Linked DNA regions of Gossypium hirsutum: region 1 is linked to region 2. The links are chromatin contacts, called in public Hi-C maps. All regions are on one chromosome and are shown on one strand. The core of a region is the stretch at or near the end of the contact, and the rest is flanking DNA. Distances in the headings are between cores, read along the strand shown.

Region 1 (6,467 bases), core at 1,619-4,118, 39 kb after region 2:
CGTCATATATGAAACAAGGAACAACTTTCCCAACAACTACCTTACGATAAGGTGTGTATTACTATTACCGTAAAACATGTTGATATTAATTACATAATGGGAAGAAAATAATAGAAGGAAATACTATTGTGATGAACTATCAATTCTATTCATAGAGGCATCCACGTAATGGTACAAATTCTAGACAAGATTTTTTAAATGCTTAACAACTCCCTTATTTAAATTCCTTTTACTTTTTAAGTTCTTTTTAGATATTAAAAAATTATTCTATTCACCGTTGGTGTAGTTTTTAATATGGATAATAAATGAATTTAGATAATACAAAAGTTGTAATAATTGCAAATATACTGCTGCGCCTGCCACCACCATATATATCATCACGGGACATTGGCCCAAACAAAGCCGACAAGATATTAATTCAAACATGATAGAGAAGAATCATAGGGAACTTCAGTTGGAAACATGAAGATAACAAGAATAAGATCCACCTTGAATGCTCCCAAAGGTCCAAGGTGGTCTAGGCCCACGCAGGATGGGTATACTTAATAAAGCATTGCTGCTTGGAGAGATTGATTAAAAAGTATACATGCAGGAATTGATTTATGCTTACAGTGACTTGATTGGCAAATATGATATTACCATTGTAGATGGTTGCAAGGCTTTGATACCAAAACTTCTATTTCGGTACCAAAAAATTAAATAATAGAGAACATATTTAAAAGTCATGGAGAAACATTCAATCCCATTACATATATCCATACACAACATGTTTTTTTTAGTTTAATTATACAACAATGCTACAGCTGCAGCTACAGCTACAGCATGGCTGCGATCAAACACTCCCTCCGGCCATATGTCAAACTTCTAGTAGCCATATGTAGTTTTCTTCATCATCCTCATGAACTCTTCAATACTTACCTCCCCGTCGTCTGCATTCACCAATTGAACATTGATTATCATGTATGTTTCAACAGAGATGAGATTTAACGTGTCATGTAAAGAACAAAATCTTGTCCGCTCTAGGGGTATGCAAGATTGGGGTTAACTAACAAAACAGACCGAGACATAAGCAATTCGATTAAATAGGTTCTGTTTAACCGGTTTTGGTCTTATTCAGTTTGGAAGCTCGGTTTTGGTTAGGCCAGTGTAAAGTAAATTGAATGCTCACTCCTAGTAAGCTCGACATTATTATGGATATCCAAACAAGGTTCGAGAAAGTAAAATGTGAATGACATCAAAGCATTACAATCATCTGGAGCAAAATTGTAAAGTAAAAAGTCAAAGTCTACTGTATTGAGATTCAAGAAGAAAGGCTAGCTTACGATCTCGGTCTGCTTCTTCGATCATGTCCTGAATATCTTTTTCGGAGAAGTGTTCACCAAGCTCCTTTGCAATGCGTTTAACGTCATCAGCAGATATCTTTCCCTGAATTCAAAATGAATGAAGAATCAATCTTACAGAAAATAGCTAACAACATCCATTCTAAATAAACAGGTAAAAAACAGATTTTTACATTGTTATCTTGATCAATGATTTGGAATGCTTTCATAAGCTCTTCTTTAGTGTCCCTCTCCCCGATCTTGGCAGTCATCATGTGAACAAATTCATCAAAGTCAATGGCACCACTGCCATCCTTGTCAACATCCGCAATCATTTGATTGATTTGCTGTTGTGAAACAGCATATCAAAACATAAGGATTCCAAGATAATCACATTAATATGCTATCTATTGCAAGATATAAAAAGGAAAATACAAAAAGTTACCTCTTCTGTCATTTCGAAACCAAGAGCCCTGTAATGCTAAAACTTTCAGTGACAATGTGAAGATATCAACTAAAAGATCTATTTAAAAACATGAAATATCATGCATAAATACTCGTACCTCATGGCAACATTCAGCTCTTTGGCATCGATGGTACCTGGCCGGCAAATTCAAACCTATAATTTAGTAAAAATGCCAACCACACACCATATATAACACCTGTATTAGACAAGCCATTCCATACCTGAGCCATCAGTGTCAAACAGTTCAAATGCTTCCTTAATCTCTTGCCTCTTCTGTTGGCTTAATCCATGGTGTCTTCCCTTCTGCTTGTCTTTCCTTGATGCCCCTCTGTAAAGACTAGCCTGATCAAACATTCATTAAAGACATGATCAAGACCAATTCTAGTTGGACAAAAGTCTTACAACATCATCCCACGTATACTTGGTTATGTTAATCAGACTCGAGTGCGAGTGTCGGATGCTATTACAGTGCAGATGCATTTTTCTTTTTACCAAGATTCTTATCCAAAAATGTGTTGGACAAAGGTTTCAGGCACTGATACTTCAAGCAAAATGAAGATCCGGAGAAACATAGATATTTCCAAATTCAGCAAGCCTTAAATAATCAAAAACAAAGAAAATATTATGCTCAAGTTAAAGGAATCTTCAAATTAAAGGGTTTCATCCATAATTGCTGCACTTTACAGACATCACCGATTTCTTTTTTTTTAATTTCCACGTCCTGCTAATTCACCACATATCTCATCCATCTCATTTTATTATAAAACAAAAAAATTTCACAATTCAATCCAAAATAAACCCTAATCTACCAAACAGTAGGCAGTAAACTAAACCCTAATCTTTAACAATAATAGTAAAGAAGAAGAAAGAGGAGTATAATTATTGATTAAAACAAAGTAAATTGAATGGTAGAGATAAATATGAAGAACATACCATTGTTCACTGAGATGAGATCTTAAACCAGTTCGAGAGAAGTCCCAACTTCAAAAGAAAAGCAATTGCAAAGACTTGATTTTGAAGATTTTAACTTCAGGAAAGAGAAAGAATTGGTTCTTTACGCGGTTAATTGATCTTTGTTGACTCCTCCGTGAAAAGGCCCATTGTTAACTAATATAAGCCAATAATGGGCTTAAGTGGGCCTTTGTTGGCCCTTATAAACTAAATTTAGGTGTGCTTTGCATTTATTTATGGAATTGGTCTGATTTTGTTTTATGGATTTATATTTGATTTATTAATGGTCTACTATTGTTAATAAATTAAATTATAGAATATCATTTTAAAAATGAAAATAGATTTTTAAATATATTTAAATCATTTGTAATAATCCGGTTCATTAATAGTGGATAAAATTATATACTATTCGTGCATCAAATATTAATTCCGAATATAACAATAAAATAGATATGAAAGAAATCAAATCTTTGATCTTTGTTTTTGAAAGGATTCCAACAAATTGATGTTCGGTTTAGTTGTTAAATCTCTTTTTGAAAATTTAATGTGATGTGATATGCATTTCGCAGGATGTTTTTATCTATAAGTTATCATATGAATTTAAATTTCTAAAGATGTAACTTTTATTTTCTTTTGACATTGGGAGTGGAGAAAAGGATTGCTTGGGATTGCGGAGTATACCTCGCATTTTTTACCGAAATAAAGTTGATGTCCCGATGAGGAAGAGGTGTCATCCCAATGACACGACCACTGACTTCCCGACGAGAAGAGACGTCTCGTCCCGACAACATGTGAAGGGCGTCCTGACGAGGCAACAGCCACGTCACAACGAGACGACATGTTATGCAATTTTCTCAATTTTCTTCTTCCAATCAAATTTTGATTATTTGTCCCAATCAAACTCTGATTAGTGTAGGTTATTTTAATCTTATTTTACCTACGAATTTAGCCTATAAGTAGACCTTTTACCACCCTAGAAAGATAACCCATAACACATTTAGGTATTAGCTTTTACAAGCTTTCAGAGAATTTTTTGTTTACGTTTTGAGGGTTCTTATTTTCGAGTTTCAAGGTTCTGTTTTATCTCCATCTTTATTCTCTTTACTTTTGCCGTTATAGTGAAATTATCTTTACTCGTGGTTTTTTATCCTCTTCGGAGGGATTTTTTCACGTAAAATATTTAAGTTCGATCTTTTCAATTTCTTTGTTATTTTACTTGTTCGTTGTTTAATCAGGTTTATCCCCAATAGGGATTGGACCTAAGCTCTTTTGCCTATAACATGATTTTCTTACCCATTAGGGTAAGAGGTTGTTTGTTGTAAAGATGTAACTTAGTCATTGGTAATGGAGTAAAATTGATTTCTGGATCAATTAAGATATCCTTTCAATTAGCTCATTAGTTTTATTCTTTTATAGAAGGATAAGGGTAAGGATCATACAATTAAAATTAAGGGTAAATTATACCATTAGACACTCAACTATAGGTAAGTTTTTATTTTGGTCAATTAACTAATAAAAATTATAATTTGATTACTAACGTTTTCGAAATTGTCTCTCTTTTTTTTACAAAGAAAGGGTCTAAAGGCCACAACCTCAAATTAAATTGCATCAAAAATTATAATGTTATGGATATCACTAGGATAACCTATCTCAAAGGACAAATTACTACAATTAGAAAGAGACCAAGTACAAAGAGAATCGGCCAACTTATTACAACCGCGATCCACCCAATTGACATCGACTTTAAAAAAAGAATCAAGCATCTTTCCAGCCTCTTTAATACAGTGGCCAAGAATCGTGATATCCTCCTTGTGTTTACAAAAGTGATTGACGGTATAAGCACAATCCGTTTCAAAAATAATCTTATCAGAATTGCGCAATTGAGCAAGCTGAAAACCTTCAATAAGGGCATTCAATTCCGCTTACTTGGAGTTAACCACCTTATTAATGAAAACCACTTTTTCGCTTAAAACAAAGCGATCAAAATCTCTAGCAATAATGCCCAAGCTCGTTCCATAAGCATTCACAGAAGCCTCAATATTCACTTTAGTAACACCCTCCGGCGATTTTTCCCATTTGCAAATTCTAGGAACCCGAAGTAAGATTGGTTGAAAAGAAAAATTATGAATCTAGAAATCATCATTGAGTTTGCAAGCTCTATCCCAAATCACACCCGTGTCCTTGTCCTTACCTCTAAAAATAACATTGTTTCTATTGTTCCAAATGTTCCACAAAGTAGAAATGAAGTCTTTGAAGGATTTTTTGTCCAAGATACGCATAGAGTCTTCAATCCAATCAATACAAAACCCATACTGACTAATCATCAATCTCTTGTCGAAGCCACCTACAATAAGGACATCCCGAGCTTTAGGGCAATCTCTTAAAGCATGAAGCACGGTTTCCTCCCCACCCCTACACCTCGCGCAAATTGGATCCACATTACGTTTAATAGACGATAGCTCAATGTTAGTGGGAAGTAAGTCGTGACCAATGCACCAAGCAAAAACCCAGATTTTAGGGAGGACTTTAATCTTCCAAATATATTTCCAAAAGAATCGATGCGGCCCAAACTCAATACTTTTAAGTAACAAGCAAGAGTATGTCGATTTGGTCGTGTAAAAGTGTGGATATTATGAAACCAAACCATCCTATAATTCAGCTCGTGAGGTAAAATCGAGATGTCACAAATACGGCTAGCCAAAGAGTCCTCGTACAGCTCACGTACATGACCCACATTCTAACCACCATGATGCGGAAACCAAAGATCACAGACGTGCACCTCCAAAAAAACATTGTTCAGGACTTGTAAGGCATCACCATCGAGACCCTTAAAGCTCCATTTGTCCTTATCAAGTAAAATGCTACAATCATCCCCTAAGTGTCAACCGAAACCCTTGTCAAGAGCGTTCGCCGCTATTGAAATGCTAGACCAAATGGAGGAAGGTTTATCAACCTTTTTTGGATGAAAAAGATCACCATCAGGGAAGTATTTCGAGCTGAGAACTTGAAAGCACAAAGTATCCTTTTGCAATATGAGCCTCCAAACTTGTCGACCAAGCAAGGCCAAGTTAAAAAGCCACAGATCTTGAAAACCAATTCCACTCATGCCTTTTGGAAGGCAAAGATTATCCCACGCGAGCATGGCCCAACCATGACCCTTCTCCTTACTTGTCCACCACACCGAGGGATTTTTGAGGTTATCTCCTCCATCGTTACCCTAGGAGCAAGAAATACAGACATAGCATAAGTAGGTAATGATTATAAGATAAATTTGATGAAAATCTCTTTACCACCATAAGAAAGCAAACGCTTAGACCAACTATTAATCCTATTGGAGAAGTGATAAAGGGTATGCTTAAAAGCCCCCGTCTTTTACTTGCCAAGAAACAAAGGAATCCCAAGGTAATGATCAAGATTCCTAACCACCCGCATCCCAAGCATGTCATCAAAAAATTACCTCTGATTCTCTGGTGTTTTGGGGCAAAACCACACCATAGATTTAGAAAGGTTAGTTTTTTGCTTGGAGACACGCTCAAATTGTGTAAGGATATTAACAACAATTTCGATTTCCTTCTTCTTATTCTTGACGAAGAGCAACGCGTCATCTGCAAAAAAATAAGTGATTGATTCTTGGGTCATTTTGACTCGTCTTAACACCACGAATATTTTCGCAATCTTGAACATCATAAAGCAAACAAGAAAAAACCTCCATGTAAAAAAAGAAAAGATAA
Region 2 (6,985 bases), core at 4,184-6,683:
TAAAATTTAAATAACAATAACAATAATCATTTACCAAAACAATTTTATGCTAAGGGTATTCTAGTCATTTTAGTTTTTTCCATTATGCTATTACACCTCTATTCCATTCAACCAAACACAAGATTACTATTACGCCTCTATTCCATTACATTCAACCAAATAGTGGATTAGCTATTACACCTCTAATCCAATACACCTCTAATCCAATACACATCTAATCCAATACACCTCTAATCCAATACAGTGAACCAAACGCACCCTTAAACATTTTATTTGTTTTTTAGTTCTATTGTCAAATCGTTTCAAATCTTCGTTACCTTTTTGGTATAATCTTGTGTAGATTTTTAAATCCTAAGTTTATTTATTCTCTTTTTTATTTTATAAGTTACAATTGCATCTTCCTTTTAAATTAATAACTTTTGAATGTTGATGTTGATAGTGGCATAATGCATGATTGGAACTATTGTTATTGTATTTATTGATTTATTGTTCATCACTCATTGGTGTATATTTACTATTCATTTTGCATGATTCATTGTTCATTTAATCATTGTGTTTTTTACCGTGTTTCAATAAAAGCATTAGAATCATCTTATTTCGCAATTTGTCAAAATACCCGCTATTCACGATTCTCGAGAGAATTGTGCCCTAACTTACTGAGTTTCAATTTCTCCGATGAATTTAGATAGCCGAGTATCTCTTTTGTAATAAAACCTTATGATTTTCCAATAAAAGCTCATTTTCGGGAATTCGATACGTGGTGTCCTAGCGCATTGGATATGACATATTGTTTTCTGGAAATGAGGATTTTTCTAACGAATGAAAATAAAGGCAATATTCGATATTTAGGATTTTGTGAAATCGAACCCTAACTTATTGGGTTTCGATTTTCTCATTTGACCTAAAGAATCGAATATCCTTCTCAAAATGCATGAGTTTTAAAAGTCAAAAGATAAACTTAATTTTGAAGATTAAAAATGTTGCGCCCTAACTCACTGAGTGCGACATTTTATTTCTTTGAAATGAGAGTTTCATTATTTAATTCAATTTATTCAAGTCAAAAGGATCGTATTTTTAAAAATCTTTTCAAAATTTCGACACTAAGACATTAAACAATCAATTTGGTACCAAGTTTGGGCGTTACGAGGGTGCTAACCCTTCCTCGTGTGTAACCAACTCCTGGACCTATTTTCTCAAATCTCGCAAACTTAAAATTTATTTTTAATGGTGAACCGTTCTCACCTTAATAAAAGATCGGTGGCGACTCCCATTTTCATTAAAAAGGTCGAATTCCGTTTTTCAAATCGAAGTAATGATGGTTTCGACAATGTTTTCTTAGTTATTGCAACTTCAAAAAAATTGAGAGTTACATCAGATGGATATACATAATTCCTTTCTGCACGGTGGTCTTGATGAATAGGTTTTCATGAAGCTTTCTCTAGGTTTTCCCCTAATAAACCTGGAATGGTTTGTCATTTGCGCAAATCTTTGTATGGGTTAAAACAAACTAATCAATGTTGGTTTGCTAAGTTGATTACTGCATTGAAAGGGTATGAATTTCTTCAATTATATTCTGATTATTTTCTCTTTACATACACTAAGGGATCTGTAAACATGAATATGCTAGTTTATATTGATGATTTACTTATTTTTTAGAATGATTCCGCTGATTTGAAAACTTTTAAGGGGTATCTCAGTTCTTGCTTCCATATGAAAGATCTTGGTGTTTTGAAATATTTTTGGGGTAGAGGTAGCTCGTGGTTCTTTGGGTATATTTCTTTGTCAAAGGAAATACACATTTGATATTATCTCGGAGACGAGTTTTTTAGGAGTAAAGCCTGCAAGATGGTGAATAGAGCAAAATCATAGATTGAAATATGCTACAGGGGCAGTTTTGACTGATCTTGAGTCGTACAGATGGTTAATGGGTCGTTTGATTTATTTGGCAGTGACCAAACCTAATTTAGCATACTCGGTTCATGTCTTATCTCAGTTTATGCATAAGCCGAGGCAGGAGCATTGGGATGCGACTTTGCGTATTGTTCGATACTTAAAAGCTCTTTGGCCAATGGATTCTATTGAGTTCTGATAGTGATTTGTCCTGAAAGGGGTGGTGTGATTCGAATTGGGTTGCTTGTTCATTAACTCAGCGATCGTATACTGGCTGGCTTATCTTTCTAGGACGATCTCCTATTTCCTAGAAAACTAAGAAACAACATATCGTGTTTCGATCTTCCGCTGAGGCTAAGTATAAGTTTATGGCTTTCGTCACTTGTGAGCTCAAGTGGCTTAAGGACTTGCTATTGAGCTTAGGTGTTCATCATCCTAAAACTATTCCTTTATTTTGTGATAGTCAATCTGTGTTGCATATTGCATAGAATCCTGTATTTCACGAGCGTACTAAACATATTGAAGTGGATTGTTTCTTTGTTAGGAATGCAATCTAGGATGGGTTAATTACACCTTCTTATGTTCCGACCTCTTTTCAGTTGGCTAATATTTTTACCAAGGCGCTTGGTAAACCATAATTTGTATACCTTCTCAGCAAGTTAGGCATTTATGATCTGCATACTCCAACTTGAGGGGGTGTTAGGATATTATTATGGGATATTTTGCTTTAGGAATATCTAAATATATTGTATATTATTGTATATATTTTAGGAATATATTTATGAATATATTTAGGAATATTTTATATACCTTTCCTATTCCTACGGTACTACTGCTGTATAAATATTATATATACTCTTAAGGTCTATTAATAAGAGTGAAAGGGATTACCCTATTCTTATCACTTAAGACTTTAATTTATAAATCTTAGTCTAATTGTTTTTATACAAGGCTTATTTCTACCCATAAACCCCTTAAATCCTTAAATTAGAAAAATCATTGCGTTTAAACACATTCAAATTCATATCCTCTATATTGCAATATTAACTATACCAATTGAACTATCCAAACAAAAAAAGACTATGGGTGAGTTTGGATGGGCAGTGCATTTACCTGTGGTTAGTGTAAAAATAGCGGTAGCGGTGAGATTAAATACTGTAGCGATACTGTAGCGTGAGACAAAAAGTAAGCTAAACGCATCGCATCGCATCGCACCGCACCGCACCTAATCGCCCATCCAAACCCACCCTATATCATTTCTTTTCCTTTACTTTTTTTAAACCATTTTTCCAAACATAATGTTAAAGGAAACATCACTTTCTTTTCCCCAACTTTCCCCCAACATTAGGGTAGTTAAAAATTGAGTAACTTAAAGGAAAGTAAAATTTATCCAAACAAGGGAAATGGTACTTTCCTTTCTTTCTCTTATCATTTTCCTTGTTTTTATTCAATCTAAACATAAGGTTATAGAAAATAATATTTTAGAATTTTAAATTTAGAAAATTTGTAATTATATACAAAAATAAATTTTAATCCTTTTGAATTTAGATTTTTTAGATTATATAAATTTTTATAATTACAGAAAAAAATCTAAAATTTTTAAAACTTTTTATGACTTTCTGGATTTTAAGATTTTTTAGGAAGAATTGTTTTCTAATATAAAAATATGTATATAATTTTAAAGAAAATTAAATTTATAAAAACCTAAATTATAAAAAAATATTTTTTATAAAAAAATATAATTTCTATTTTAAACATTTTTTAGTATTTTATAAGTTTTTGAAAAAATATATATTCAAAAAATAATTTATATATTTTTTGAATTTTTAGATTTTTATTTATATTTTATAAAAAAATAGATTATTTGTATTATTAGAACTTTTTTATTCCATAACCTAATGGGTCCAAACCCAAACATAATATACAAACTCAAGCCTTAAAACACAATATTTGGTCAAGAAAATGATTAGGATGACTCAAAATATAAAAATTAAAAGACGTAATTTAGCCTAGACAATATGGTCATAGGCCCAGAAGCCTTACATGGGATTTCATCCTCACAAGCTCAAAATGATTTCACACCTGACACCTAAAAATACGGAGAGATGAAGTGACCAATAAGAAGCAACAGTTTGATCCAGGCATAAGTTGGAGGTTCTTGCAATCTCGCAATTCACAAGATCATCAACAATTAATGCATCCTAGGTCCTTCCGTACTTACATGCTCTCTCTAAAAATGACAAGTCAGACCATTAAGGGTGGTGGGAAACTGGGACTACTGTTAGACCACAACCTAATGGGTCTAAACTCAAACATAACGTGACCAGCTCAGGCCTTGAAGCAAAATATTTGCTCAACAAAATGAGCAGACCATCTCAATATATATATATATCAAAGAGGTAATTTAGCCCAGACAACATGGAAATGGGGGCAATTGCTTTACTCGAGATTTCATCTCCATAAGCTCAAAACGTTTTTACATGATGCATCCTCTTACTATCTTTTGAAATAACAAAACAAGTTTCTACAAGAAATTTTATCAGCTCAGTGCCACAGAGCTAATGCTATGGAGAGATGAATTGATGAATAAGGAGTGGCAGTTAGATTCGAGCACAAATTTAATTAGTGTTTGACGGTCCTACAAAGGTCTAAACATACTAAGACTGTGGTGCTGACTAGGTATCATTCTTTTATTCCACCACAACCAATTTAATTACTAATTATTTTTGGCTAAAGTTAAATTTTAAATGTTGTAATATTTTCCAAGTTTTTGTATTGTCTTCATTTTTGAAATTTAGTCTCTATATTTTTTGAATTTAAAAATACAAGTTCACTTGCCATCACCTTAAAATTTATATATTAAATTTGTTGATTTGACATTCTAAAATTTAAAAAATAAAAATACTCATTTGGTAGGGATTAAAATATAATATAGGGATTAAAGTTGAAATTTGAGAGTTTATATATAAAAAGAAGGTAGGCTAAAATTGGCATTCTATTTTGTAGTTTAATGGATATGAAACGAGGTGGGTTATTGATGAGGCTTGTGCTGATAATGGACAGTTGTTGCTTTGTATGCTATGCTTGAAGCTGAATGTTATGCCTTTTTTTTTTTGGTTTAGATACAAAGGCACCCAAGCGATGAAGACTTTGGTCATTCACGATTCCTAGAAATGTATTTCTTTTGTGTGGTTGTCCGGCCATTGCAGCAAATAACTAAAAAGCTATACGCTACTGTCAAGCTGCCTGATGAGTGTTTCCTTTTTATTTTCTCTTCCACCAAACAGATGGAGAGCAAATTTATGAATTTTATTTCTTTTCTTTCAGATAATTGTCGAACCTCATGAAGACACTAACTTCTTTATCAAATAACCTTGGCAGGCAGTCCTGGATTGATTCCCTCATTCTGAGATCATAACTTTAGTCAGGTCAGAGTGCTTTATTCTTCAACTTTTGATTTCTTTTAAAAAGACACATGTAACCCAGAGGAAAAGGCAATCAAATATCAACTATTCCTAGGCATCCGCACTAGTCTAAAAATAGAGGGACCATAATTGAGACATTCCACGTGTCCACAGATAAAAACTTTGGACCTGATAGTTATAGATTTTCTCTTTTGGGTTTTAGTTTATGTTTATTTGAAAAAGGAAAATAAAAGATTGGGGCGTCAAGGCCCATTTGAAAGAGCTATGGGGTCAGTTAAATTGTAATCTATGCCCGGAAACATGTCCACTTGTTGTCCAAAATATGCTGTCCTCTTTTCCTATTCCAAAATTGTTTTAAAAATATGTTGAGGGTGTGGTGTTTGTGCAGTTGATTTTCATCTTAGGGAAGGACTTGGGCTTAAGCAAAATGGCTTTGCCAATTGGAATGATCCAATTTAGTGCATCACAATTTTTTTTTACTTTAGTTGAAATATTTTTCCATATATCTATTATATTAAAAGTGAGTTTAGACAAAATTTTGATGAATATTATTAAATTAAATTTAAAAATAATTATTAGTTAAAAAATTGTGTTAAATTTAAAATAGAGTATAAAATATAGGGTAAACTATTAAAATAGTCACTCTTGTTTACCTTAGGTTATATTTTAGTCACTTATGTTTGAAATGTTATGTTTTAGTCACTTACGTTAACGTGTTATAACATTTTAGTCACCGAGTTGTTAATCGTCGTTAACAATGCAATGGTAAGCTAACGTGACACGTTAAACCATCATTTCAAATAAAAATTTTAGGTTAAATTATACAATTGGTTCCTATATTTTTTCGTTTTGAGCAATTTAAAAATTTTCTTTTATGTTTTTTAAATTTTCTATTTTTTCTTTATTTTCATTCTCTTCTGCTTCACCCTCTATTTTCCTCTCTTCTCCATCTCTTTAACATAATTTTTCTATATTTTCCATTTGTTAAAACTTTTTTATGTTTATGAAAAAAGAAAAGGCGAAAGCTGAAACCAAAATAAAACTTGCTTCACATATTCTCACCCCACAATTACAAGCCCTCATCATCCATCATCGCTTTAACAAACCAATTTGGGTCTCTCAATGACATAGTCCACAAGCTCACCACACTCGAAGACCTCGCTAGTCGTGACTTATGGCAATCTACACTCAACAAAGTTTTCTGAGCTCGTTCCCTTAACCTCCTAACCAACCCCCACGACCACATTATCTTACCTACAACATTCTCGCCCTCTCGAAATTACGTTGTTTTACGAATTTCTCAAACAAGCTCTACACTCTCAATGACTAAAACAACCACCATACGAAACTTACCCTCAACTTTACCCAAACCAGTTTGGTTCCATGCTCCCTTTATCTCTTTGGTTCATCGATGCTCGACTTCCAATCGAGCTTGCTTGGGAATATCTAAGAAGGTTTAGATAAATTTTATCGTTTGTTTAATTTTATTCGTCAGAAAAGAAAAGAAAAGGAATAACCTACACGATTTTGTAAAAGTTTGAAAACGGAAAAAAATTGTTTTGAAAATAAAGAATTCAATTTATGTTTAGATTTGATTAAGGATATGGTTTTTTATATTGATTAGTTAGATCCAATTTTAGTTTCAAAATTAGGTTATATTTAAATTAATA

Evidence for each region. Hi-C and Micro-C count contacts between places; a contact is called where the count stands out from the background.
Region 1: a Hi-C map of leaf shows a contact between it and region 2, with 2.1 times the contacts expected there. The contact joins the promoter of LOC107914317 here to the enhancer-like site in region 2. A contact is called at or near these places in 5 of 34 Hi-C or Micro-C datasets (hypocotyl and leaf).

What each region holds. Positions count from the first base shown.
Region 1 is chrD10:13,180,748-13,187,214 of Gossypium_hirsutum_v2.1, forward strand. It overlaps LOC107914317 (caltractin), which reads right to left and starts at 2,869. Exons shown (of 7, transcript XM_016843190.2): 1 at 2,719-2,869; 2 at 2,007-2,127; 3 at 1,883-1,919; 4 at 1,765-1,792; 5 at 1,514-1,666; 6 at 1,323-1,425; 7 at 617-929. The coding sequence starts at 2,721. The coding sequence ends at 865.
Region 2 is chrD10:13,138,973-13,145,957 of Gossypium_hirsutum_v2.1, forward strand. No RefSeq gene overlaps it. Among protein-coding and RNA genes, the nearest start is that of LOC121222412, 9.7 kb to the right of the region's middle. Within about 2 kb of position 5,434, at least 5 of the 9 cell types and tissues checked have an H3K27ac peak or open chromatin away from gene starts, as enhancers often do. A contact at or near this core is called in hypocotyl and leaf, where this site is marked.